Regions from separate parts of the Mus musculus genome. Here regions 1, 3 and 4 are each linked to region 2. The links are chromatin contacts, called in public promoter capture Hi-C maps. All regions are on one chromosome and are shown on one strand. Each heading gives the region's core, a stretch centred on a gene start, on an enhancer-like site or on the middle of the called end of the contact. The rest is flanking DNA. Distances are from core to core; before and after follow the strand shown.

Region 1 (2,700 bases), core at 38-2,537, 1.6 Mb after region 2:
AGCAGGCAGCCCAAGCCTATCAATCACCCTGTGAAGTGAGATAGCCAGGGCCATTCTGGAAATGGGACAGGGGTGGCCCTCGTTAGTACGCCCTATGATACTCAAGTGCATATTCTCTGGTCCTCTAGGACGCAGCTCGGCCCAGGCCCCTTCCCCTTCAATTGTCTAGACAGCAGACTGGGGACACCCACAGCACAGCACCTGATCGACATGACATCACTGTACCTTTGGGGTCACCTGCCTGTGGGGGAGGGGGTGGGGGAGGGAGGGTTTCCTGACTGTTGTACTTCCCAGCCTCTCCTTGCCTGGAGTCCTCACAGCCTCCTGCTTTGGACCCAGATTTGGGGACACTTCCCTAGGCCAGCTGTTTCCTTGTCAAGGAAGGAGATAAGTATGATGGACTAAACAGGACAGCCTTCAGTTATCCAGATAAAGTCTCATAGCAGCCTAACAGCCACACCATGTACAGGGAGATCTGTGGCCAGGGCTGTTGCCTCTCCCCTTTTGCAGAGGCTCCAAGTTGGGCTGTCTCCTTCCTCCAAGTCTGTTTATCCTCTCAGAGGCTGCCCAACATATGGAAGAACGTGGCTGTCCCTAGGTGAAGTGTCCCCTCAGATCCTATATGGAGCACAGGTTGTTCTAGGAGCCATGTGGCCTTTATGTGACCATTGAGACACTCAAAGCAGGAGCCTTTTGCAAAAGCAAACTCACCTTCAGGCCTCCGCCTCTTTGCTAAGGGGCATTGTCTTGACTAATGATTGATGTGGGGGACCCAGCTCACTGTGGGCAGTATCACCACTTGGACTGGTAGTCCTGGATGAAGGCTTAACCGACCATGGGAGCAAGCCTGTAAGCAGCGCTCTTCTGCTTCAGTTCCTGCCCTGCTTTCGTTCAGCAATGGATTGTGACCTGGCAGTCACAAGCTGGAATAAACCCTCTCCTCCACAAGTGGTGTTTGGTCCACAGCAATAGAAACACGAAGACGACCCTCCTAACTGGACATGCATGGATCCTCTTGTACCTCACAGGCTAGCCACACACTCCTCTGGTACTCTTACCACCAACCACATCATCCCTGTACCATCTCAGGACAGACTAGGGGCCTAGAGCAGAGAGAATGTTTAGAACAAGCTGGGGTTGGAAGGGAATCATGAACCATCACTGACTGAACGGCAGTCAGGTCCTGATGTTGAGGCATTCCTTCTATGCACCCGCCACCTACCTGAGAATCTCTGACCCATAAGTACAGTAAGGTGCCCAAGTGGTCTCAAGTGCTAACATCCTTTTACCCTATATGCCCTCACTGGTCCATGGTTCTTATAACGGACAGCTTAGCCCTATGAAAAAACAAAAGCCCTAAAATGCCCCACCTATCCTTAGTAGGTCAAGGTGAGGTGCTGGAGATGGCTACTGTGCCCAGGTCACAGAGGGGCAAGTGAGGTGGCAGTGATCTCACACAGCTCTACCTGGATTCATCCTGGAGTCAATCAGCCATGGAGCACCATCCGCTCAGCAGATGAGCACTCAGGCTGTGGCACATGAGCCTGAGTGACATCAGCCCTGCCTGCTCTCTACTGAGGGCCAAACTCCAAGACGTGGGTAGAGGGGCTGGCAGCACCAGGACACACAAGTAAGAACCCCCTACACTCACAGTCTGTAAAAAGCTTGGCTTTAAAGGGGCTAACAGGTTGGTTCATTGCACAAAGTCAGAAGTTTAGGCATAGATTTAGGTGTAATTTACCCCACCTCGCCAAGGGGGACAGCACCGGGGACAAGAGCCATCATCCAGTGCATCTGGAGTGGCTGAGAGCCACCAACTAAGATGTCCATCTGCAATATCAGAGCATGTATCTGTTACCCGGGTAACAGACTCCAGGTTGCCTAGTGATCGTTTCCCTTCCTGACTTGGTCTCCTTTTTCTTTGGTGAATCCCATTCTTTGTTCTTTCCCTAGGCTGAGGTGGGTCCGTGGTACATCTTGTTAAGGCTAGAGGTATGAATCCCAGCGGCCAATCTGCTAATAGCAGGGCAAACTAAAGGGGGTGGGGTGGGGTGTGTGTGTGTAGAGACCTATCGGCTGGGAAAGGGTGCTAAACAGGGGTGGCAGGGTAGGTGACAGGAGCCACCTGGCACCAGGTGTGAGGAGAACTGGGAACACGTCATCTGCATATCAGGGAACACAAAATCAAAGGCAGAGGCCCAAACACAGACAGCTACCAGCAGATTTCCCATCTCTTTCAACAATTCTGACAAACTGAACCATTTTTAATATATTAGGTACATCCCACTGTAAACTACATTAGCATGATACGCACGTGGCCCTCAGAGGTGGGGATTAGGTTGACCACTGGCTTGGAGCCATGGCTCATTTCTTCAATACCTAGGGGAATTTGGGGGAAGGAAGCCAAAGGCACGGTGCTTAATGAGGATTCCTTCCAAAATGGAGTTTAGGCTCCCAGGTACAAGACACTGCTCAAGGCCGTCCCACATGTCTAAATTCTAAGACTGGCAAAGACCCGGCAATGCTGCCGCCCTTCTGCCCTTCTCAGCCTTCCCCACTGGGGAGACACCTGACCAGACAAGGTGTTCAATGACTATCCAAAATGGTAATGTGTCCCTCTACATTCCCCAAAGACTTGCTCTGTCCAGCAACAATTAGGCTTGTTACAGGAACTTGGTCAGTGCCCTGCTGCCAACGGCC
Region 2 (2,700 bases), core at 58-2,557:
TGAAAAAAAAAAAAAAAAGCAAGGGCAAGCTTGGTGGCCCACAATTACATCCTAGCCATTTGTGTTACTATCATGTTGCCACTGGTCATTTACTTTTAACAAAAAAACTTCAATGCCATTCATATATAATATGCTAATTTCAAGAGATGCCAGGCTTAATGTTGCTGAATAAGTCCAGTTGCACATAAAAGTACATTAGCTCTATCGCCAGGGAAATATATGTAACAACCACCAGGACTCAACCACGGCATATCTGAAGCCCATCTTCAGTGTCCCACAGTACAACAGTTACGGTTTCCTGGGAAACACGGGACCCTTACAGGAAAAGAACTTCAAACATCCCAGTTCCCCCGCAAGGAACTTCCAAGAAAACGTTCATCCTCAGCTGTGCTGAAGACAACATAAACTCAAGACAAAGTCTTACAAGTAGTCCAGATGTTTTAAGCAGCTGTTTTCATGCTGTGTCTTCTAAGTGTAATTTCCCTGGACCTCACAACTTCAGAAGTCTTCATGTCCGTTCTCACTCCTCTGTCCGGTTCTGACCAGCACACAAAGGAGTCATTAAAGAGGCCATGTGGTTACTGGCAGCTACCACTGACTATACTTAGGATCTACAGTTAGACAGACAGCACTTGGACGCTTAGCTGAGGAGGAGCCACATTGAGCATCCAAGAACATTCCCGACAGTCGATCGATGATGAATCGATCGGGGACAGAAATCTTGAATGAGTCGGAAGATCCTCCCCAGCCTCACCTGTTCCCAACATTGGAAAGTACAGGCAGTAGACGCCAGGTCATGAGAGAAAGAAAACTCCTTCCCAACAGCAGCCCGGGGTTAACACCCTATCCAGGATACACCGGGGTTGCTGGGGTCGACTTTGGCACCCCGAGAATGCACTACACAGGGATGCTCCCTGCGATCGCCACCTGTCAAAGCCGGAGACAGCTCCCCACCCTGAGCTCCGAGCTGCGGCCCGACGGCGCCGACTCGCTCGCGAGCCTCCGGGCGGCGCACCCAGTCACTTACGAGCCCAAGAGAGTCCCGAGTCACCACGCTGGCAGCCCACGGGGCACGCAGGACCCTCCGCTGTGGCCAAGGCGAAAGCGGTGTTAGCCGGCTAGCAATGAACCCGGCACTTTACCTTCCGCCATTCCGTCAACGTGCCCTGAGTAACCGTAGCGCCGCCGTGGAAGCTGACCGCCCCCCGTGACTCACCTCCTGACAACCGCACCGAGGAATCCCCACAGCCCTTTTCACTGCCGTCGCCGCCACCGCCACCGCCTCAGCGTTCGTCAGCGTCGCAGCTGTAGCCGCCATATTTGTTGTGTCTCCGCTCCCTTCCCGCCCGCCCCACGCCTTGCCCAAGTCTCGCGTGAGCGTGCTGCAGGGAGCAAGGAGAGAATTATGTCTCTCCTGGGGTTCCGTAGGCGGCAGTGGGCGGGGACTCAAAGGGGTGTGTGAGGGGCGGATGCTCGGAGTGGGCAGGGCCCGAGCTTGCCAGGCCGAGGGAGTCTTGCGCAAGGGTTCGTGGAAAGCCTTGCGAGCTTAACAGGGCCACCCTGCCCGAAGCGAGGATGGCGGTCTCTGCGCTCCAGCTGTGGCGTATGGGCGGGCTGGTGAGTGGGGTCGGTCGAAGCGACCGTCTCAGGAGGCCTGTGGCCACACTGATTCCTGGCGACGTCATCTTTTCCTAATGGGCTGGGGGTCTGGGAGGCTGGTGGAGGGGGCTGAGCCTGGGGCTGGGTCTCCACAGACCCTTCACCTCCGTCTGGTTTTCCTTCAGGATCCGTCCCAGCTCATGCCACATTTCCCCGGATGATGATGATGATTTTTTTGTTTTGTTTTTTGGGGTTTTTTTTGTTTTTGTTTTTGTTTTGTTTTTTTTTTTTTTCGAGACAGGGTTTCTCTGTATAGCCCTGGGTGTCCTGGAACTCACTCTGTAGAGCAGGCTGGCCTCGAACTCAGAAATCTGCCTGCCTCTGCCTCCCGAGTGCTGGGATTAAAGGCGTGCGCCACCATCACCCAACCGATAATGATGATTTTTAATGACTAAAATCTAGGCCTGCTTGTCGAGCCTATTGACACTCTCTTCCCTTCAGCAGCCCAGCTGGAAGGGACCTCTCATATTTCTGGGTCTTAACCATTCAGGGAAGGAATTTCTTAGGCTTTATCTCACTGCGGGGATCTGACCAGCTCCCTTAGATTCTGAGGAGCCCAAAAGCCCATTCTAGTCCTCTTCCTCAAACTTGGTCTGAGGCCAGCCTCTTGTCTCACCAGGATGTTTCTGGCCTCCCTTTGCTCTCTCGGATTTCCTGAGCTTGGAATTAGGACACACAGTACAGTGCAGATGACAGCATCTGTCAGAATAACAGAAGACACTCTGACCAGTCAGAGGGGGCAATGGGTTGAACCATGAGCAAACCTACGTTAGCTGGACTTGGTGCTATTTCTTCAGGTGCCTGAAAGAGACAGCTTTCCTGGAGGATGTTTCTCTACTTAGGCGATTGACGAGCCCATTTAGCTAACTTTGAAGTGAAAGGACAGTTGGGTGCCTTTGCTGTGGTTGTAGTTAGCTGGAAACCCTCCAGCTAAATAGTAATCTTAAAATTTCCTCGGGCAGATGTTAAGTCTCAAGTCTCACCCATTATTCTGGCGAGCAATCAAAATCCTGCAGTATTTATTCCCGGTTTTACAAGCTA
Region 3 (2,700 bases), core at 150-2,649, 1.2 Mb after region 2:
AAAGAGAAATTCCCCCTTTCCCATCTTCTCTCTCCAGTAGTGTTAATAGAGTTTCAGATTTGTCCGGGGCCTGATCGATAGATGTCATCTATTAAAGGTAAGTTTTAATCGAACAATATTAGGATCAGACAGGGAAAGGGGGTTTGAAGTCAGTACCTGCAAGCTGCGGGCAGGAGATATGCAGGCGCCAGTAATAGAATATCGATCAAGGAGTTAGGGGGAGGGGAGCGCGGCCCCACAGAGAGACCATCCAAACAATTAATCCAGGCCCGCGGCCGGGACCCAAGCCAGGCCACCAGAGGCTTCCGGGGGCCCCAGACAATCACCTCCAAACTTAGGAAGGAGGAGGAGGGGCTGTGCTATATACAGCCCTCCCTGGGACCTGAATCCCTAGACCTTCAGCGTCTCCCCAGATAATCAATCCCATGCTCATGTCCCACTAAGCATGAATCCTGCTATCTTAAGTTCTTCCAGCCACAAACTTTCCGGAACCCTTTCTTTTGTGTCCACCAACTTCAGGGATAAGGGGGAAAGGTCTAGAAGAGAACACCAAAAGCTATTGGGGGTGGGGGCGTCCCCTGTTGAGTCCGGGAAAGAGCATGGGCTCTAAAGATGTTTCCGAGTGGTTGAAAAAAAAGCACCTAATCCGGGGAAGGCCCGAGCCTCGGTTGCCCCATACATAAAATGGGAGTGGTGTTAATGACACTACATAGTTGGAAGGTATTTTCATAACCTTTATCCCAAGCTCCTCGCCCAGGTTCTAGCACGTGGAGAGCACAATACACTTCCATTAGATCAGTGAGCCTGAGCTGTAGTTTATGTGAGCCAGTCAGAGTTGTGGCGCTCATTCACTGAGCAGGTGTTCAGGAAAAAAGCACACACTGGTCCTGGCAATCTCAGCCACGTCCCTACCTCTGTCCTCTTCCAAGTAGGGATGGCTCGCTTCGCACCTGCGCGGGATCACCTTTTCTAGTTCCCAGGCTACCAATAAACCTTGACTACTACACACACACACACACACACACACACACACACACACACACCACTTAGGCTTAAAACCGCCTCACATTCTTACCAGGGGTCTCCTGTGACCCGATTGGATTCCCCGAACAAGCATCTTGCCCTGCTTCCACCTCTTCTAAACTTTTCTTGGCTTCCAGGGCAGCGAGACGCACCGGCGGGAGGGCAGCTCGCGTGAATTTTTGCGGATCCAAGATGTCCAAGACAGAGAAGGAGATCTTGTGGTGAGAGGGGGCCGCCTTGGCCCCGACGTCCTGCCATGCCAACATGCCCGCCTCCCGCGGGCCCGAGGCCAGCCGTACTGGGGTCGGGGCTGGATGCGCTCAGCCGCTGTCTTCTGCAGTGGTTTGGCCACAGCTCTCCAGCCGCGAACTGGAATTTCCCCGCCAAGTGAAGCTGTAGAGGGGGGCAAGGAGGCGGGGCGGGAGGAGAGAAGCGGGGAAGGGGGCGGGGGGGGGGGCTGCTTGAGGATTGGCACTTGAGCTGGCCAGACCCCTTCCACGTGCAGTGAGCGCTTGCAGCCTCCACGAGACTATCCTGGGCAGCCGGAGGGGGGAGGGAGCGCTGACTAGAGGGACCCTCGCGCGCCAATGCGCGCTCCCGGTTCGCCGGGTCACCGTGGCATGCTGTGTGAAAATCTTTCCATGCTGCGGAGACTCGTGAAGGGCGTGAGGGAGGATTCCATCTCCGCTACCTCATCTGCACACACATTCACCTGACTGAAGTTTACTTATTTCTCTTGGGGCACTTGCCATCTTCCTTTGACCTGGCGATGCCACAGAGGCCAGACCTGATTGCTTCGCCATGATGCACGGTGCATCTCAAGCCCCATCCCTGAACCACAGTAAAGGCTTCGGGCACATTTACGTAAAAATTTTAAAGCCTCTGTGCATTTACAGTTTATAAAGCCCTGGGGCTTTCTCACTCTCTTTTGATTTTCTAGGCATTCCCCCCTGTGAGGTGGGTGTGGCCTGGGAACCACAGTCTGTGGTTTCAAACAGAAGGAAAATGAGGTTCAAAGATGAGCGGTGGCGCTACAGATGACAAGAGTCTGGACTGGGCCAAGGTTTTTCAGGTCATCCTGATGGCTTAGGATATGTGTGTGTGTGCGGGGGGGGGGGGGGAACCTTCTTGGAGGGGAGTTTTTTCTTTCCACTCGGAAGACCAGCAGGGCCTGGTCAAAAGGGGTCTATGGAAATACGCCTGCCCAGAGAGCTGAAGGCTTAGGGCTAGGTGGCTTGGCTAAAGGTGAGTATCCCTCCTCGGATACCATTTTCATTGCCTGTCAGGACTTCTCAGTCACAGATTCTATCATTAACATCAGAAATTGACTCTCTGGGTTCCTTTCCCAGCGTGAAGAAGGAAAAGGTTAAAAGATGCCTAGTGGTTTGAATTTAAGACCAGAGATGAGAGCCGATTAAAATGGCCCCATCTGCCCCCCAAGTCTCCAGGGAGGACAGCCGGCATTAGCAGTGAGGGAAAGTCTGCATAGCCACACCCACGGTGATATTCCTTTTTTTTTTTTTAAGGCATTCATTTCAGCGACAAATTCTGAAGCATTAGCCCCTCTGCACAGAACCGCCTTGGAACCCCCCCCCCCCCCCGCCACTTCTTTCTTCTTTGCCCCATGTGGTTCCCAGACAATGTCTTGACAATTAATATTGTCTAAGCAGGTAAGAA
Region 4 (2,700 bases), core at 177-2,676, 1.4 Mb after region 2:
GCCAGACTGGGCACTGAGCCGCCTCCTCCTCATAGACTCCTTAGTTTTCTTCCTTCTCTTCCTCTGGGCCACAGTCACATGCCACACAATCAACTGGGCCTGGAATTTGGGCTGGCATCTGAAGGCCGTGAGGCTCACTCAGGAGGGCCAGCCGCAAGCAGTCAGGTGACCTGGGCAGGCTGCTTCCCAGGCCCTGTGTCAGCAGCTCCTCCACCCTGGAAGAACACGCTTTAACAGAGCCCAAGGGGCAGCGAAGCTTCGTTCCGATCACATCAACACGACGAGAGGCTTTTTCCCCTCGGTGCTGGTGGGGTTGGAGCGTTTTTTACAGTGAGTCAGATCTCTGTAATTCATGTCAGGCCGAAATGCACCAATACAGTCCAGGCACGGGGAAGATGTAAGCTGTTCCTGCAAGTCCTAGGTGCCCCACTGAATGCTCCCTGTGACTAAAATAAACTAGATCAGGCCTGCTCCAAGGTCAAGGCAAGACCCTCAGTCAGTTGTATCACCAACAAGATAGCAGCTACTGGAGCCTACTGGAGAAGCCTGTGGCTTCCATTCCAGAGTGGCCCAGATACCCACATGGGCAGGCCCAGCTCCCGTGTAAACTAGGTCTTACTCATCGGGTGGGACCTAAGCACCTGATGCTTGGGCCTGACCCTCACCTGCCTCTTGCCTTTGTGGACCATATCCTTCCCAGGTCACACAGTGGCCTCCAAGCTGTCTGCTCCTAGCCTGCCCTGTGCCAACACTCCTCAGACAAAGAGCCTTCACACCTGCAAGCATCAGCTTGCCACTCCTAGTTCACACCCCTTGGCACCCCACAGCCAGCCTGGCCTTGAGTTCACACCCCTTTGCACCCCACAGCCAGCCTGGCCTTGACCAGCTTAGCTTCCTCTCCCCCCCATCTACACAGATGTCACCTTGGAGCCCAACATTCTGAGAGCCAGAGAGATGGTCTCCTGTGACTGCTGCTGTCCCTTTTGTGCAGACGACTGGTCTCCAGGCCTGGCTAGTTCCTCCTCTGAAGCCTTCATCTGTCCACATCCCCGCTCATCCCTAAGATGCTAGTCAAATGCCCCTTCTTCCAAGGGGTGAACTGGCCTCTACCCCTTAGCTGGCTCCAAGTGACCTCCCTACAACTTCAGCAGTCTTGTGTGACTCTTGTGTTCCTGTGTCTACACATCTCCACTACGGCAATCATACTGTGTGGCCCTCCGTAGGAACCCTATGAACAACTGCACTGATGACCATAACTCAAGCCTCCGTGCTGTGGAGCTAGGATTTGAGGTTCTCAGCTCTCAGCTCTTTGGGGCCTAAGAGTGTGTCACACATGTATTTACCAGATCTGACAGACTCAGTGTAGCTCTTATACCATCACAATGACGAGCAAGGTCTGTGACGGGTTGGAAGAAGGAACACAGTAAGACAGATGACTAAGGCCAGCCCCCAAGTGGGAGGGGCTGCCACAGCACAGAACTGGAACCCCTCCCAGAAGTCATAAGTCTGACTTCCTCTGTCAAGGGATGTCTCCCAAAACTGCCAGAAGTACAGAAGAAAATTTCAGTATGTACTTGGATAGGTATGGTGGTAGACAGCTATAATCCTGGTACTCTTCCTGGAAGCTGAGACAGGAGGACCACAGAGCCAGCCTCAGCTATATAATGAGTGTGAGGCCAGCCCAGGGAAAACTTTTTCACAAAACAAATGGGAAAAAGAAAAAGAAAAGGAAAAAAATATAAGGGAAAGGAAAACTGTGCTGCTCTGCCCTCCCCACAGGAAGCGAGTTATGGCTGATAGTGATGTAATACTCCTGAGACACAGAGATCAGAAGGACTGGGAATGGGCAGGCCAGGGACAGCGATACAGCCCAGCCTCGGCTCCATGCCAAGAACACACGTAAAGGTAGAAGAAGAGAACTAATTCCACGAAGTTGTCCTCTGACTTCCACACGTACACCAGGGCAGGCCACAGACACACAGGCACACATGCATGCACTCGGATGTGCCCCCAAAGCAATCAGAACTATGAACATTGCCTGAGGAAGAGGACCCCAGGTTGGCCTCTGGCCTCTGCATCCATATGCATATGCACATGTGCCTACATGAACACACACACACATACACACACACACACACACACACACACAAAATGGGCAACTTGCATCAAGAGAAGCACTGTGAGCACATAGGCTCTGCCCTGTGTCACTGGATCAAGTTGTCATCTGACTTCCACACAAGTATCATGGCAGGCCACTCATAGCTTAGTTTAAGTCCTGCTCCTTGAAGAGACTGCAGCCATATTTTAGGTGGTAGCGGGGTTCTAGAAGAACTGGGGAGTGGGCACCAGCTGAACCACAACCTGTACTGAGAGAGTGCTGACCTGTCACCAGTGTCAGGGATGGTGCCCCACAGAGAGGAAGTGACTATCAGTGATACCAACTGCAAACTCTGACACCAAACCTGAGAAGTGATAAATGGGCCCCTCGCCCTCTGCCCGGATAGGCACACCCAAGGTTCCTAGAGAATCCACTCACAGCGGTCAGGCTGAGAGGAGCTGAGAGGAGCCAAGATCCTGAGACGACTCCTCATCATCATCATCATTGTCACCTACCCATGCATTTAATTTTCTATGAGCCGGATGAACTCACTTTTAGTAAACATAAGATTTTAGTTTCTTGAAGAGAAAGCTTAAAAGATT

What was found. Promoter capture Hi-C pulls out the DNA fragments that hold promoters and counts their contacts.
Region 1: a promoter capture Hi-C map of hippocampal neurons shows a contact between it and region 2, with 4 times the contacts expected there. The contact joins the promoter of 4932437C15Rik here to the promoter of Ikzf5 in region 2. A contact is called at or near these places in 2 of 39 promoter capture datasets (hippocampal neurons and pre-B cells).
Region 3: a promoter capture Hi-C map of embryonic stem cells shows a contact between it and region 2, with 5 times the contacts expected there. The contact joins the promoter of Nkx1-2 here to the promoter of Ikzf5 in region 2. A contact is called at or near these places in 7 of 39 promoter capture datasets (the C10 cell line, cranial neural crest, embryonic stem cells and 3 more), 5 of 115 datasets of contacts at active chromatin or transcription factors (the 230-238 cell line, embryonic forebrain, embryonic stem cells and 2 more) and 1 of 9 other capture datasets (liver).
Region 4: a promoter capture Hi-C map of stem cell-derived epiblast-like cells shows a contact between it and region 2, with 2.4 times the contacts expected there. The contact joins the enhancer-like site here to the promoter of Ikzf5 in region 2. A contact is called at or near these places in 5 of 39 promoter capture datasets (the C10 cell line, cranial neural crest, hippocampal neurons and 2 more) and 2 of 115 datasets of contacts at active chromatin or transcription factors (astrocytes and embryonic stem cells).

The regions. Positions count from the first base shown.
Region 1 is chr7:133,000,101-133,002,800 of GRCm38.p6, forward strand. 4932437C15Rik (a long non-coding RNA gene) reads left to right here and starts at 1,288. Exons shown (of 2, transcript XR_378552.2): 1 at 1,288-1,630. All of the region lies in intron 1 of Ctbp2 (C-terminal binding protein 2), which reads right to left.
Region 2 is chr7:131,409,171-131,411,870 of GRCm38.p6, forward strand. It overlaps Ikzf5 (IKAROS family zinc finger 5), which reads right to left and starts at 1,308. Exons shown (of 4, transcript NM_175115.4): 1 at 1,217-1,308. Acadsb (acyl-Coenzyme A dehydrogenase, short/branched chain) reads left to right here and starts at 1,431. Exons shown (of 11, transcript NM_025826.4): 1 at 1,431-1,617. The coding sequence starts at 1,576.
Region 3 is chr7:132,598,238-132,600,937 of GRCm38.p6, forward strand. Nkx1-2 (NK1 homeobox 2) reads right to left here and starts at 1,400. Exons shown (of 2, transcript NM_009123.2): 1 at 1,076-1,400. The coding sequence starts at 1,289.
Region 4 is chr7:132,802,730-132,805,429 of GRCm38.p6, forward strand. All of the region lies in intron 1 of Fam53b (family with sequence similarity 53, member B), which reads right to left. Among named protein-coding and RNA genes, the nearest start is that of Fam53b, 9.8 kb to the right of the region's middle. Within about 2 kb of position 1,427, at least 110 of the 459 cell types and tissues checked have an H3K27ac peak or open chromatin away from gene starts, as enhancers often do.